5 separate regions of the Mus musculus genome follow, and all the other regions are linked to region 1. Evidence: chromatin contacts called from public HiChIP or PLAC-seq and Micro-C data. All regions are on one chromosome and are shown on one strand. The core of a region is the stretch at or near the end of the contact, and the rest is flanking DNA. Distances in the headings are between cores, read along the strand shown. Region 1 holds the start of 2410017I17Rik (RIKEN cDNA 2410017I17 gene). Region 2 holds the start of H2-M5 (histocompatibility 2, M region locus 5). Region 3 holds the start of H2-Q4 (histocompatibility 2, Q region locus 4). Region 4 holds the start of H2-Q6 (histocompatibility 2, Q region locus 6). Region 5 holds the start of Pou5f1 (POU domain, class 5, transcription factor 1).

Evidence for each region. A called contact is a pair of places that touch in the nucleus more often than the background predicts. HiChIP or PLAC-seq counts read pairs in DNA pulled down with a chosen protein or histone mark.
Region 2: an H3K27ac HiChIP or PLAC-seq map of embryonic stem cells shows a contact between it and region 1, with 2.5 times the contacts expected there. The contact joins the promoter of H2-M5 here to the promoter of 2410017I17Rik in region 1. A contact is called at or near these places in 3 of 39 promoter capture datasets (embryonic stem cells and hippocampal neurons) and 1 of 115 datasets of contacts at active chromatin or transcription factors (embryonic stem cells).
Region 3: an H3K4me3 HiChIP or PLAC-seq map of stem cell-derived neural progenitor cells shows a contact between it and region 1, with 17 times the contacts expected there. The contact joins the promoter of H2-Q4 here to the promoter of 2410017I17Rik in region 1. A contact is called at or near these places in 3 of 115 datasets of contacts at active chromatin or transcription factors (embryonic stem cells and stem cell-derived neural progenitor cells).
Region 4: a contact with region 1 is called in an H3K4me3 HiChIP or PLAC-seq map of stem cell-derived neural progenitor cells, with 13 times the contacts expected there. The contact joins the promoter of H2-Q6 here to the promoter of 2410017I17Rik in region 1. A contact is called at or near these places in 2 of 115 datasets of contacts at active chromatin or transcription factors (embryonic stem cells and stem cell-derived neural progenitor cells).
Region 5: a Micro-C map of embryonic stem cells shows a contact between it and region 1, with 7 times the contacts expected there. The contact joins the promoter of Pou5f1 here to the promoter of 2410017I17Rik in region 1. A contact is called at or near these places in 1 of 484 Hi-C or Micro-C datasets (embryonic stem cells) and 1 of 115 datasets of contacts at active chromatin or transcription factors (embryonic stem cells).

Annotation. Positions count from the first base shown.
Region 1 is chr17:36,143,720-36,146,300 of GRCm38.p6, reverse strand. It overlaps 2410017I17Rik (RIKEN cDNA 2410017I17 gene), which reads right to left and starts at 1,283. Exons shown (of 4, transcript NR_033517.1): 1 at 1,099-1,283. It overlaps Gm10499 (predicted gene 10499), which reads left to right and starts at 352. Exons shown (of 8, transcript NM_001370818.1): 1 at 352-441; 2 at 644-913; 3 at 1,114-1,389. The coding sequence starts at 378. It also overlaps a transcript of Gm8909 not described here.
Region 2 is chr17:36,988,255-36,990,835 of GRCm38.p6, reverse strand. H2-M5 (histocompatibility 2, M region locus 5) reads left to right here and starts at 1,303. Exons shown (of 6, transcript NM_001115075.2): 1 at 1,303-1,407; 2 at 1,632-1,901; 3 at 2,056-2,331. The coding sequence starts at 1,332.
Region 3 is chr17:35,378,314-35,380,894 of GRCm38.p6, reverse strand. It overlaps H2-Q4 (histocompatibility 2, Q region locus 4), which reads right to left and starts at 1,278. Exons shown (of 6, transcript NM_001143689.1): 1 at 1,188-1,278; 2 at 722-1,075; 3 at 259-534. The coding sequence starts at 1,251.
Region 4 is chr17:35,423,541-35,426,121 of GRCm38.p6, reverse strand. It overlaps H2-Q6 (histocompatibility 2, Q region locus 6), which reads right to left and starts at 1,272. Exons shown (of 7, transcript NM_207648.2): 1 at 1,182-1,272; 2 at 745-1,014; 3 at 276-551. The coding sequence starts at 1,245.
Region 5 is chr17:35,504,741-35,507,321 of GRCm38.p6, reverse strand. It overlaps Pou5f1 (POU domain, class 5, transcription factor 1), which reads right to left and starts at 1,290. Exons shown (of 5, transcript NM_013633.3): 1 at 839-1,290. The coding sequence starts at 1,222. It overlaps Gm32362 (a long non-coding RNA gene), which reads left to right and starts at 1,585. Exons shown (of 3, transcript XR_385564.3): 1 at 1,585-1,896. RefSeq lists promoters at 1,244-1,513, 1,271-2,581, 1,220-2,581 and enhancers at 2,181-2,423, 1,505-2,513, 2,508-2,581.

The DNA of each region.
Region 1 (2,581 bases), core at 34-2,533:
ATAGACTGAGATGTGGAAGTGTAAACTGAAAGAAACCCTTTCTTCCTCAAGTTGCTTTTGGTCATGGGGTCTTATCACAGCAATGGAAACCCTCACTAAGACACAGGTGCACAAGGGCCTCACTCTGCTCCCTGCAGACACCACCCTCTCCTGCAGCTCAGCTCCTGCCCCTCCCTTGCCCTGGAGCAGCACCACTTTATAGCTCCTGGGGATCTGATGCCCTCTCTGGACCCGGAGGTAGCAGGAATTATCTGGCAGGTCTCATCTCCATTGGGTGGCAGGATCCTGGGGAAGGAACCAACAGCTCCTCCGCGGGCGCTGGTTATAAAGTCCAAGCAGCCCGAGGGCCTCAAATGCCCTGTATCCCAGATGGGACAATGGCGCAGCGAATGCTGCTCCTGCTGCTGGCGGCCGCCCTGACCCTGATCGAGACCCGCGCGGGTGAGTGCGGGGTCGGGAGGGAAACGGCCTCTGCGTGGAGGGGCGGGGACGGCACTGTGGAATCCGCGTCCCCCCGTCGCTCACAAGACCCTCCGCCCTTCTACACCCGCATCCGGAGCCCGGCGCCCTGCTCCCCTCCCGGCCCGCGCAGTGGGCCGGAGTCCCGTGAGGAGGTCCGGGTCTCACCGCGCGCCGCCCCCAGGCTCACACTCGATGCGGTATTTCGAGACCGCCTTGTCCCGCCCTGGCCTCCGGGAACCCCGATTCATCTCTGTCGGCTACGTGGACGACACGCAGTTCGTGCGCTTCGACGGCGACGCGGAGAATCCGAGGTATGAGCCGCGGGCTCCATGGATGGAGCACGAGGGGCGGGAGTATTGGGAGCGGGAGACACAGATCGCCAAGCGCAATGAGCAGAGTTTCCGAGGGAGCCTGAGGACCGCGCAGCGCTACTACAACCAGAGTGAAGGCGGTGAGTGACCCTGGGTGGGAGGTCACGAGCTCGAAATGTCCCTAGACAGGGGCCGGAGATCTCCAATCCCAAGTCTAGGTTCGGGAGCAGAACCGACCCAGGACCGGTTTCCCTTTCACTTTGGAGGAGTCCGCTGGTGGACTAGGCCAGGGCGAGCGGGGGCGGTGCGGGTGAGCGGCGCTGACCTTGGGATCCCGCAGGCCTTCACACGTTCCAGCTGTTGTTCGGCTGTGACGTGGGGTCGGACGGGCGCCTCCTCCGCGGATACCTACAGTTCGCTTATGATGGCCGAGATTACATCGCCCTGAACGAAGACTTGAACACGTGGACGGCGGCGGACCTGGCAGCGCTGATCACCCGACGCAAGTGGGAGCAGGCTGGTGCTGCAGAGCATTACAAGGCCTACCTAGAGGGCGAGTGCGTGGAGTCGCTCCGCAGATACCTGCAGCTCGGGAAGGAGACGCTGCTGCGCACAGGTGCAGGGGCCGCGGGCAGCTCCTCCCTCTGCCCTCGGGCTGGGGCTCAGTCCTGGGGAAGAAGAAACCCTCAGCTGGGGTGATGCCCCTGTCCCAGAAGGGAGAGTGTGTCCCTGGGTCTCTTGATCCCTTGTCACAGTGACTGCACTGACTCTTCCAGGGCTCAGCCTTCTCCCTGGACAGTGCCCAGGCTGTCTCAGGAGGGAAGGAGAGAATTTCCCTGAGGTGACAACAGCTGCTCCCTTCAGTTCCCCTATAGCCTCTGTCAGCCATGGCCTCTCCTAGTCTGGATTCTCTGCCCACACCCACTGTCTGTGGACATGGACTCCTGTCCTGCTGAGTGTGTCAGCCCTTACACCTCAGGACCTGAAGTCGCCTTTACCTGATGGGAGACATGGACTCCCCAACACTAGGCTGGTTGCCCCAGTTTCTAGAATTTTCAAAGAATACATTCTCCCAGATCCCTCCCTGTCTGTAACACAATTCTTTCTATTCCTACAGTGGTGAATGGTCACATGAGCCCTTATGGGCTACCCTGGAGGAATATAAATACTGGAATTTCTTTTTCTTTTTTCTCTTTTCTTTTTCTTCTTTCTTTTTTCTTTCTTTCTTTATTTTTTTTTTTTGAAGGCGTTATTTTGTTTCTAGTCAGTTTTTGTCTGCACTGGAGTGATCCTGTTTCTCCCTGCCCTCCTATTATCATTTGTATCAGTCTACATTGCTAACCTGGATAATTACACAAGATAAGTCAGGGTTCTCATTAAAAGATCGATTATTGTGAGATTACACTGTTTCCTGTCAGACCTAAACATGCAGAAGCCTCCTGCTGTCTCTCTGCCCCCACAAATTACAGTGCTCCCCCTAGTGAATCAGGAATTGGACTTTCTGAGTGACAGGGTCTTCTGAAATCCAGGGCTATAGTGAGCCCTCCCTGTGGGCCCAGTGTGTTCCAGTGAGTGCTGCACTGGGGTCCACAGCTCACTCCAGGGGTCCTGTGTAACATACCTGTACCTTGTCCCCCAGAGTCAGGGGCAGGGAGTCATTTTCTCTGGCTGCACACTTTGTGATGGCTGTTCACTTGAACTGACAGTTAATGTTGGTCTGCAAGATGACCACAGTGGAAGACTCAGTGGTGGCATCCTACCAAGAGCATATGGCCCTAATATCTGATCTTGAAATGAACTCAAACACA
Region 2 (2,581 bases), core at 54-2,553, 840 kb before region 1:
TCAGGCTCCTGCAAACAATTAGTGCACATACAAGCAAGCAGGCACACACCCACGTACACATGAAATAAGAATAAAGCCGGGCGTGGTGGCGCACGCCTTTAATCCCAGCACTTGGGAGGCAGAGGCAGATGGATTTCTGAGTTCGAGGCCAGCCTGGTCTACAGAGTGAGTTCCAGGACAGCCAGGGCTACACAGAGAAACCCTGTCTCGAAAAAACAAAAGAAAAAAAAAAGATGCAATAAGAATAAGTTTTTTCATTTTTTAGTTTTGGTTTTGGTTTTGGTTTTGGTTTTTCGAGACAGGGTTTCTCTGTGTAGCCCTGGCTGTCCTGAAACTCACTCTGTAGACCAGGCTGGCCTCGAACTCAGAAATCCATCTGCCTCTGCCTCCCAAGTGCTGGGATTAAAGTCATGGGGCCACCACTGCCCGGCAAGAATAAGTATTTTGTGTGATTCAGGCATGTATTCTCAACACTTGGGGGGGGGGGGGGAGACAGTCTTGTTACAGAGTTTGAAGCCAGCACAGTCTACATAAAAGTCTGTCTCCACCAAACAAAAACCAGAAAACAAAAGACATTTAAAAAATGAAAATATCCTTTTTATCCTGTAAGTAATCACTGTTGGATAATATGATTGTTAATAAGCCCAATTGCAATTGGGCTCCTCAGACTGGAGTCATACTAACATATCAACAGGTTAACCAGCTGCCAGGAAATATGGGAAGTAAATTTAAAAAAATGCATGAAAATATCACGAGGTCATGGATCCTAAGAAAGCATCTAAGTGACTTTGAGGGTCATAGAATATTCAATTTCCAGCAACCATATGGTAGCTCACAACCATCTGTAATGGGATCTGATGCCCTCTTCTGGTGTGTCTGAAGACAGCTACAGTGTACTCACATACATAAAAATAAATAAATACATCTTTTAAAAATATGATAAATGTGGGCGGATGTAACATGCCGTATCCCTCTGAGGTCCTCACATTTGTAAAAGCGTGCAGAGATAGATCCTGGAAACAAAATGTTAAAACACAGCTCCTGGCACCAGGTGTGGGGGGAAGAGGGTGGTAAAATTCCTGGTCTCTGATGTGACCCTCAGGTCTGCTCTTCAAGGGATGTATGGATTCCTCCGTAACCTTTGAGTTCCTTTCTCCAGCTTACCATCAGTGTCAGGTGTCAGTTGTGTGGTCCTTCTGCCTGAACTGACTGCATATCTGAATTCTGAAGAAAGCCATTAGGTCATTATGGTCTCTCCCCACACACCGCAGTGTTATAAAATCCACAGAGGAACAAAGTCTCAGTCCCTCTAGACCTTCTAAACACGGAGGATGAGAAGCCCTGCGCTCTCTACCCTCCTATCCTTGCTGCTCACCGGAGCTTTGGCCTTGACCCTGGTTCGCGCAGGTGAGTGCGGGTCAGGAGGGAAACTGCCTCGGCCAAGGAGAGTGAGGGCAGCACTGGAGAAGCCAAGAAGCCGCACAACCGAAATAGCCTCACCACTCTTCCCTCTCCTTTCTCCAATCTTCATCCTGAACCCCACGCCCTGCTCCCCTTCTGTCACCTACACCTCTACAAGTCCCGGAAAAAAAAAAAAAAAAAAAAAAAGGATTTGTGTCTTCCGTCGCCAGGCATCCATTCCTTGCAGTTTTTTGCCACCACCATGACCCAGCCTGGTTTGAGGGAGCATTCCTTCATCTTTGTCGTCTTCGTGGACGACACACAGTTCCTGTGCTACAACAATAAGGGGAAAAATCAGAGAATGGAGCCACGCGCTCTGTGGGTGAAGCAGATGGGGCCAGAGTATTGGGAACAGCAGACCAGGACTGTCAAGGTCATTGAGAAGATTGCCCTAGTGAATTTGCAGGAGGCCATGGACATCTACAACCACAGCAAGGATGGTGAGTAACCCTTTCACATCCCTTACGGACGGACGACCCTGAGTTCCCGGGTCCTCAGCTCCCGAGGTTTGGCCCCCAAGGTTGCCAGACTTGAGGAGACCCTGAACCGGTTTCGTGCAAGGTTGTGGTCCAAATACGACCGGGGCGGGGCCAGGCTCTCACGTCTTTCAGTGTGTGTATGGCTGCGAAGTGGGGCCAGATGGACTCTTCCTCCGTGGGCATGAGAAGCACGCATACGACGGCCGCGATTACCTCACCCTAAGCCCGGACCTGCACTCCTGGGTCGCAGGCGACACAGCTGCGCAGATCACGCTGCGCAGGTGGGAGAAGTCTGGTGTCTCTGAGCAAAGGCAATCCTTCTTGAAGGGCGAGTGTGTGGAGTCGCTCCGCACATACCTGGAGATAGGGAAGGAGACTCTGCTAAGAACAGGTATATGAGGCTGCCGGGAATCTCCTCCATCTGTTCTGGGGCTGGGGCTCACAGTCTCTCTGGAAGGGAGCAAAATGAGCTGGGCTAGAATACTGCTTCTTTTCTTTGCATCTGAAGAAGGAAGAGAGTTCTGGTTTTCCCGATCAAACACTAGACAGAGACTCTTGCGACTTTTTCTCGGGAGAGTTGAGATTGTCTCAGGAAGGAAAGAGAGAAGATCCCTAAACAGCTGCCCCTTTCAGTCTGCAGC
Region 3 (2,581 bases), core at 29-2,528, 770 kb after region 1:
TACAGGGGAACTGAAGGGAGCAGCTGTTGTTACCTCAGGGAAATTCTCTCCTTCCCTCCTGAGACAGCCTGGGCACTGTCCAGGGAGAAGGCTGAGCCCTGGGAGAGTCAGTGCAGTCACTGTGATGAGGGATCAGGAGACCCAGGGTCACTCTCTCCCCTCTGAGACAGGGGCATCACCCCAGCTGAGGGTTTCTTCTTCCCCAGGACTGAGCCCCAGCCCGAGGGCAGAGGGAGGAGCTGCCCGCGGCCCCTGCACCTGTGCGCAGCAGCGTCTCCTTCCCGAGCTCCAGGTATCTGCGGAGGGACTGCACGCACGCGCCCTCCAGGTAGGCCTTGCTTTTCTCTGTAGCACCAGCCTGCTCCCACTTGCGTCGGGTGATCTGTGCCGCCATGTCCGCCGCCGTCCACGTTTTCAGGTCTTCGTTCAGGGCGATGTAATCGCGGCCGTCGTAGGCGAACTGCTGGTACCCGCGGAGGAGGCGCCCGTCGGACCCCACTTCACAGCCAGAGATCACCTGAATAGTGTGAGAGCCTGCGGGACCCCGCGGTCAGCCCCGCCCACACGCCCCGGCCCCGCCCACCCGCGGACTCCTCCAAACTGAAAGGGAAACCAGTCCCGCGTCCGTTCTGCTCAGAACCTCGAACTTGGGGCCCGGGACGTCTCGGGCCCCTGTTTTGGGACGTGGAGGGGTCGTGACCTCCGATCCGGGGTCACTCACCGCCCGCGCTCTGGTTGTAGTAGCTGAGCAGGGTCCTCAGGTTCACTCGGAAAATCTGCTCATTGCCCTTGGCTTTCTGTGTTTCCCGCTCCCAATACTCCGGCCCCTCCTGCTCCATCCACGGTGCCCGCGGCTCATATCTCGGATTCTCCGCGTCGCTGTCGAAGCGCACGAACTCCGTGTTGTCCACGTAACCGACAGAGATGAACCGGGGCTCCCCAAGGCCCGGCCGGGACACGGAGGTGTAGAAATAACTCAGCAAGTGTGGGCCTGGAGGCAGGGCGCGGTGAGACCCCGAACTCCTTCCGGGACCCCCGGCGGGTGAGCGGGCCGGGAGGGGAGCAGGGCGCGGGGCTAGGGTGGAGAAGGGGCGGAGGGTCAGGTGGGCGACGCCGGGACGCGGCTTCCCCCGTGCCGCCCCCTCCCCTTTCCTCAGAGGCCATTTCCCTCCGGACCCGGTACTCACCCGCGCGGATCTCGATCAGGGTCTGGGCGACTGCCACCAGCAGAAGCAGCATTGTTGACGCCATTGCTCCCCTCTGGGATTCTGGGCATCTGACTCTGGCGGGCTGTGTGGACTTTATAACCTGCTCCCGCGGCGACGATGATTGGTTCCCGGTGATCACGTCACCCAATGGGGGTGAGAACTGCCAGTAAGTCATCAGTGTCCGGGCAGAAGGACCTGACCCAAGTTAGGAGCAGAAGTGAAACTGGGGAGATGGGAAATCCCCACCCCTGATCTCACTGCCTGGAGACTAAGACTTTGCCTGAACCCTGTGCTGTGGACAGAGAGCTGTTTGTCTTGGTGTCTCCGAGTTCTGACCCAGAAGCTGTCAGGACACCAGGAGAGAAGAGACCTGCAGGCCAGACTCTCTGTATCTTCCCTCCACCCTTCCTCTTCCTTCTTCTCTTCAGAAGTCAGACCCTGGAGCCTTCCAGAAGAAAAGCCACTTCCAGGAATACAATGGCAACACAAGCGCTTGGGGATGCAGTGGAGAGAGGCTTCTCCTTAAAGCAGAGGCGCTGGCCTGCAAGCCCCATTAGAACACCACAGAGACCAGGCTCTGTTCACCTGCAGTGGGCGGCTCACACTGCCAAGCCTGAGTGCAGGACTCTCTTCTATAAAGAGGATACTTCGTCTTTTCCCTCAGGATCTGTCTTCTCAGCCCTGTGCTGGGACACAGATTCCTTGTGTCACTTCCTAGATGAAGTCTGTGGCTGCAGGTTTTTTGTTTGTTTCTTTTTTGTTTTTTTAAAAACAAAGATCTTCCTTCTGAGTTTGTCTCTGTGGACCTGGGACATTGTCTCAGCACAGGAGACCCCCTTGTCCACTGAAGAGAGACCCCTGTGCAGACCACAGACAGCAGGGCACTGATCCCTGTCTCCACTTCACTTCTCTGTGACTGTACTTCCATGGTGCAGTTGCTTTAGTGACTCAATAACAGTAGGAGAGGAACTGTCACCAACTATAACACAGAATAATGATGATAGTACGGTAGAAGCTATGTAATTTCTGACCCTCTCCCTCCCTCCCTGACCTTCACTCACACTTTTGAACTGATGAGGTGAGGGACATGAATGTCACAGCTGTGTGGGACACTGGTTCTGATAACCGAGTTGGCCCCAGAGTTTCTCAGGCCTGTGCAGTGTGGACACTGGAAGAAAGATGATTCTCATGCCAGAGAGCACACACTGGTGATGTGAGGTTTCATCCCTGATCAGTAGTGTGGGGGAAGATTAATTTTACCCATTTCATGATTCTGTGGATCTTTTCAAACCATAGCCACAGAAGTGAAGTGGAAAGAAGAGCAGAGTTGGGTGGGGACTCCTGAAGAGAGTCACTCATCACACAGAGCAACA
Region 4 (2,581 bases), core at 23-2,522, 720 kb after region 1:
GCCATGGCTGACAGAGGCTACAGGGCAACTGAAGGGAGCAGCTGTTGTTACCTCAGGGAAATTCTCTCCTTCCCTCCTGAGACAGCCTGGGCACTGTCCAGGGAGAAGGCTGAGCCCTGGGAGAGTCAGTGCAGTCACTGTGATGAGGGATCAGGAGACCCAGGGTCACTCTCTCCCCTGTGAGACAGGGGCATCACCCAGCTGAGGGTTTCTTCTTCCCCAGGACTGAGCCCCAGCCCGAGGGCAGAGGGAGGAGCTGCCCGCGGCCCCTGCACCTGTGCACAGCAGCGTCTCCTTCCGGAGCTGCAGGTATCTGCGGAGCGACTGCACGCAAGCGCCCTCCAGGTAGGCCCGGTCTCTCTCTGCAATACCAGCCTGCTCCCACTTGTGTAGGGTGATCTGTGCAGCCATGTCCGCCGCCGTCCAGGTTTTCAGGTCTTCGTTCAGGGCGATGTAATCGCGGCCTTCATAGGCGAACTGCAGGTACCCGCGGAGGAGGCGCTCGTCGGACCCCACGTCACAGCCATACATCCACTGGAGTGTGTGAGAGCCTGCGGGACCCAGTGGTCAGTCCCTCCTCCGCCCACCCCCCCCCCCACCCCCCACCGCGGACTCCTCCAAACTGAAAGGGAATCCGGTCCTGGGTCAGTTCTGCTCCTGAAACTCGGACTTTGGACCCGGGACCTCACCGGCCTCTGTTTCGGGACGTGGAGGGGTCGTGACCTCCGACCCGGGGTCACTCACCGCCCTTGCTCTGGTTGTAGTATCTCTGTGCGGTCCTCAGGCTCACTCGGAAACTCTCCTCATGGCCCTTGGCTTTCTGTGTCTCCCGCTCCCAATACTCCGGCCCCTCCTGCTCCATCCACCGCGCCCGCGGCTCCATCCTCGGATTTTCCGCGTCGCTGTCGAAGCGCACGAACTGCTTGTTGTCCACGTAGCCGACGATAATGAACCGGGGCTCCACGAGGCCGGGCCAGGACACAGCAGTGTGGAAATACCGCAGCGAGTGTGGGCCTGGGGGCGGCGCGCGGTGAGACCCCGACCTCCTCCCGGGACCCCGGTCGGGTACGCGGGCCGGGAGTGGAGCAGGGCTCGGGGCTCGGGTGGAGAAGGGGCGGAGGTCCGGTGGGCGACGCGGGGACGCGGCACAGGGGCTGTTTCCCTCCCGACCCCGCACTCACCCGCGCGGGTCTCGATCAGGGTCAGGGCGGCCGCCACCAGCAAGAGCAGCGTTGTTAGAGCCATTGCTCCTCTCGGGGATTCAGGTCGACTGACTCCTGTGGGCAGCGTGGACTTTACAACCCGCTCCCGCGCCGACGCTGATTGGTTCCCGGTGATCACCTCACCCAATAGGGGTGAGAACTGTTACAGGTCATCAGTGTCCTGGCAGAATGAACTGACCCAGGTTAGGAGCAGAAGTGAAACTGGGGAGATGGGGAATCCCCAGCCATGGGCTTCCCCACCCTTGACCTCACAGCCTGGAGATTAAGACTTTGCCTGAACCCTGTGCCGGGGACAGAGAGCTGTTTGTCATGGTGTCTCCGAGTTCTGATCCAGAAGCTGTCAGGACACCAGGAGAGACCCGCAGGCCATACTCTCTGTGCCCTATCCTCCACTCTTCCTCTTCCTTCTTCTCTTCAGAAGTCAGACCTTGGAGTCTTCTAGAAGAAATGCCACTTCTGGGAATACAATGGAGACACAAGCACTTGGGGATGCAGTGAAGATAGGCTTCTCCTTAAAGCAGAGGCGCTGGTCTGCAAAGCCCCACATGGACTCCATAGAGACCAGGCTCTGTTCACCTGCAATGGGCGGCTCACACTTCCAAGCCTGAGTGCAGGACTCTCATCAGTTAAGTGTAGACTTCGCCTCTCTCCTCAGGATCTGTCTTCTCACAGATTCCTTGTGTTACCTCCTAGTTGAAGAGCTGTGGCTGCAGGGTTTTTGTTTGTTTGTTTGTTTGTTTGTTTCTTCTTTGGTTTTTTTTTTTTTTTTTTTAGAGATAGGGTTTTTCTGTATAGCACTGGCTGTCCTGGAACTCACTTTGTACTCCAGGCTGGCCTCGAACTCAGAAATCCACCTGCCTCTGCCTCCCAAGTGCTGGGATTAAAGGCATGTGCCACCACGCCCGGAATCTTTGTTTTGTTTTTGTTTTTTAAAACAAAGATCTTCCTTCTGAGTTTGTCTGTGTAGACCTGGGACTCAGCACAGGAGATCCCCTTGTCCACTGAAGAGAGACCCCTGTGCAGACCACAGACAGCAGGGCACTGATCGCTGTCTCCACTGCACTTCTCTATTTCTGCACTTCCAAGGTGCAGTTGCTTTAGTGACTCAATCACAGTAGGAGAGGAACTGTCACCAACTATAACACAGAATAAATATGATAGTATGGTAGAAGCTATGTAATTTCTGACCCTCTCCCTCCCTCCCTGACCTTCACTCACACGTATGAGCTGATGAGGTGAGGGACATGAATGTCACAGCTGTGTGGGACATGGGTTCTGATAATTGAGTTGGCCCCAGAGTTCCCCAGGCCTGTGCAGTGTGGACACTGGAAGAAAGATGATTCTCATGCCAGAGAGCA
Region 5 (2,581 bases), core at 41-2,540, 640 kb after region 1:
ACACAGAAACTGGCACTTAGGGAGGGGACTCCTGCTACAACAATCGCTAAGCTGTCGGAACTCCCGGCGGGCATCGGTATCCACTCGCACCTTGTTCTTAAGGCTAATTGCTTACACTTGCTCCAGAGTGCTGGCTGTAGGCCATCAGACACTAAGCAAGGCCCGTGCACTCACAGAATGATCTTAAGATGGCCTGGAGATAAAACTCCCCTACCCAAGGGTGTCCCTTTCTTGTTTACAAGGAAAGGTAGAAAGGCTGAAATCGATCAGATCTGCACCTCAGGCACTACAAGGGTCTGCTCGTGTAAAGGTGACTCATGGAGTCTGAGGCTAAAGTAGACAGGCCGTAAACTTGACTGAAGGTGAGCCCTACTCCACACATGGCCCAAACAAGAGCTCCTATCAGCAGCCAGTCACACCCAACCTCTTCAGTAACAATAACTCCAGGATAAGCACCATTTTTTACCCCCCCAGCCATGCCTAACCTTAAGGCCAAGTTCCTGGGTCCGACTGTGATCCAAGTCCCCAGAGGGGCTGATATGTTTTTTTTTTTGGGGGGGGGCTGATTTTCACGCATCACTGGTGTACAGACAGTGATGGCATGAAGCAAGTGTCGGGACACAGGCCAGGCCTAGGTGACCTACATGACAAGGGCCAGGCCGAAACAATCCAGGCCGGTTTCTGATTCTTGCAATTCTGGGTTCTAGTCCACACTGCGTCGTGCTTCTCAGGAGGCCCGGCAGCCATCACCACCTTTGGCAGGCAGGGTGGCTACCCTACATGTTCCCAATTCCCTTCACTGCTGCCTCTGCCAGCCCAGCCAAGTCCCTTCACTTACCTCCTCGGGAGTTGGTTCCACCTTCTCCAACTTCACGGCATTGGGGCGGTCGGCACAGGGCTCAGAGGAGGTTCCCTCTGAGTTGCTTTCCACTCGTGCTCCTGCCTGGCCCTCAGGCTGCAAAGTCTCCACGCCAACTTGGGGGACTAGGCCCAGTCCAACCTGAGGTCCACAGTATGCCATCCCTCCGCAGAACTCGTATGCGGGCGGACATGGGGAGATCCCCAATACCTCTGAGCCTGGTCCGATTCCAGGCCCACCTGGAGGCCCTTGGAAGCTTAGCCAGGTTCGAGGATCCACCCAGCCCGGCTCCAGCCCTGCTGACCCATCACCCCCACCTGGTGGGGGTGAGAAGGCGAAGTCTGAAGCCAGGTGTCCAGCCATGGGGAAGGTGGGCACCCCGAGCCGGGGGCCTGGTGGAAAGACGGCTCACCTAGGGACGGTTTCACCTCTCCCTCCCCAATCCCACCCTCTAGCCTTGACCTCTGGCCCCGCCCCCTGGGTGGGTGGAGGAGCAGAGCTGTGGGGGTGGGAGAAACTGAGGCGAGCGCTATCTGCCTGTGTCTTCCAGACGGAGGTTGGGGACGTCTGGACAGGACAACCCTTAGGACGGGACCCCAGGAGGCCTTCATTTTCAACCTTCAAGGTCCTCTCACCCCTGCCTTGGGTCACCGGACACCTCACAAACCAGTTGCTCGGATGCCCCATCGCACCACAAAGCCTGTTGGCACTGCACCCTCTCGGCCTGTCCTTACAGCCCACTCAGCCATCCTCTGGAGAGCCTAAAACATCCATTGAATGTTCGTGTGCCAATTATTTCTGGGGCCACTCCTCAGTTCTTGCTTACCCACCCGTCTAGAGTCCTAGATATGGGTGAACCCAGTATTTCAGCCCATGTCCAAGGCCAGGACAAGACAGCCATTGCACCTCCAGTCCTCCAGAGTTTAGAGGCTCTACACCATGGGACCCCGAGCCCCAACCAGATATGTCCCCAGAGACCCCAGAGAAGTGCTGGCTCTGCGTTTTCAGAGCACAGTATTCCATCTTGTGTTGTCCAGGTTGGTAGATTAGACACTAACCACCCCCCAACCCCCATAAGACCTGCACCCAGGCTCCATCCCCTCACAGTTAAGGCCGGGGCCTCTTTCCTCAAGATTCTCAGTTCTCCCTCCCCCCACCTCCTCATCCCAGGCTTCCAGCCTAGTTCCTGGGTGGAGAAACCCAACGGGTGGGAGGTGGGTAGAGAGAAGAAATATCTGACTTCAGGTTCAAAGGGGCCTGGGAGGGACTGGGGGAAGGGGGCAGGACAATGGCCTTGGCTGGACAATCCTGGTCCCCAGAGGGGGCAGCTCTAACCCTAAACAAGTACTCAACCCTTGAATGGGCCAGGATGGCTCCCCTGGGGACAACTTCCTGCTCCCCAACCCCCTCCTGAGCCCCAATCCCCTCACACAAGACTTCCCCAGCTCTCCACCTCTCCTCAAAGACAGAGCCTCAGATGGAGATACCCTGCTTCCCTTCCTCCAGGGACTCCGGTGTTCATCCTCGTCACCCACCCCTCCCCCATTCCTGTGCTGGCGGAAAGACACTAAGGAGACGGGATTAGGAGGAGGGGGTGCAGAGAGCCTACCCTGAACTTCCCTAGAGTGGTTTTCTGGGCCCAGTCTGAGGATCCCATTACTGGCCTGGTGCTTAGTTATCTTTGCAAGAGAATAGCCCTCAGAGTGCCTGTCTGCAAGGGAT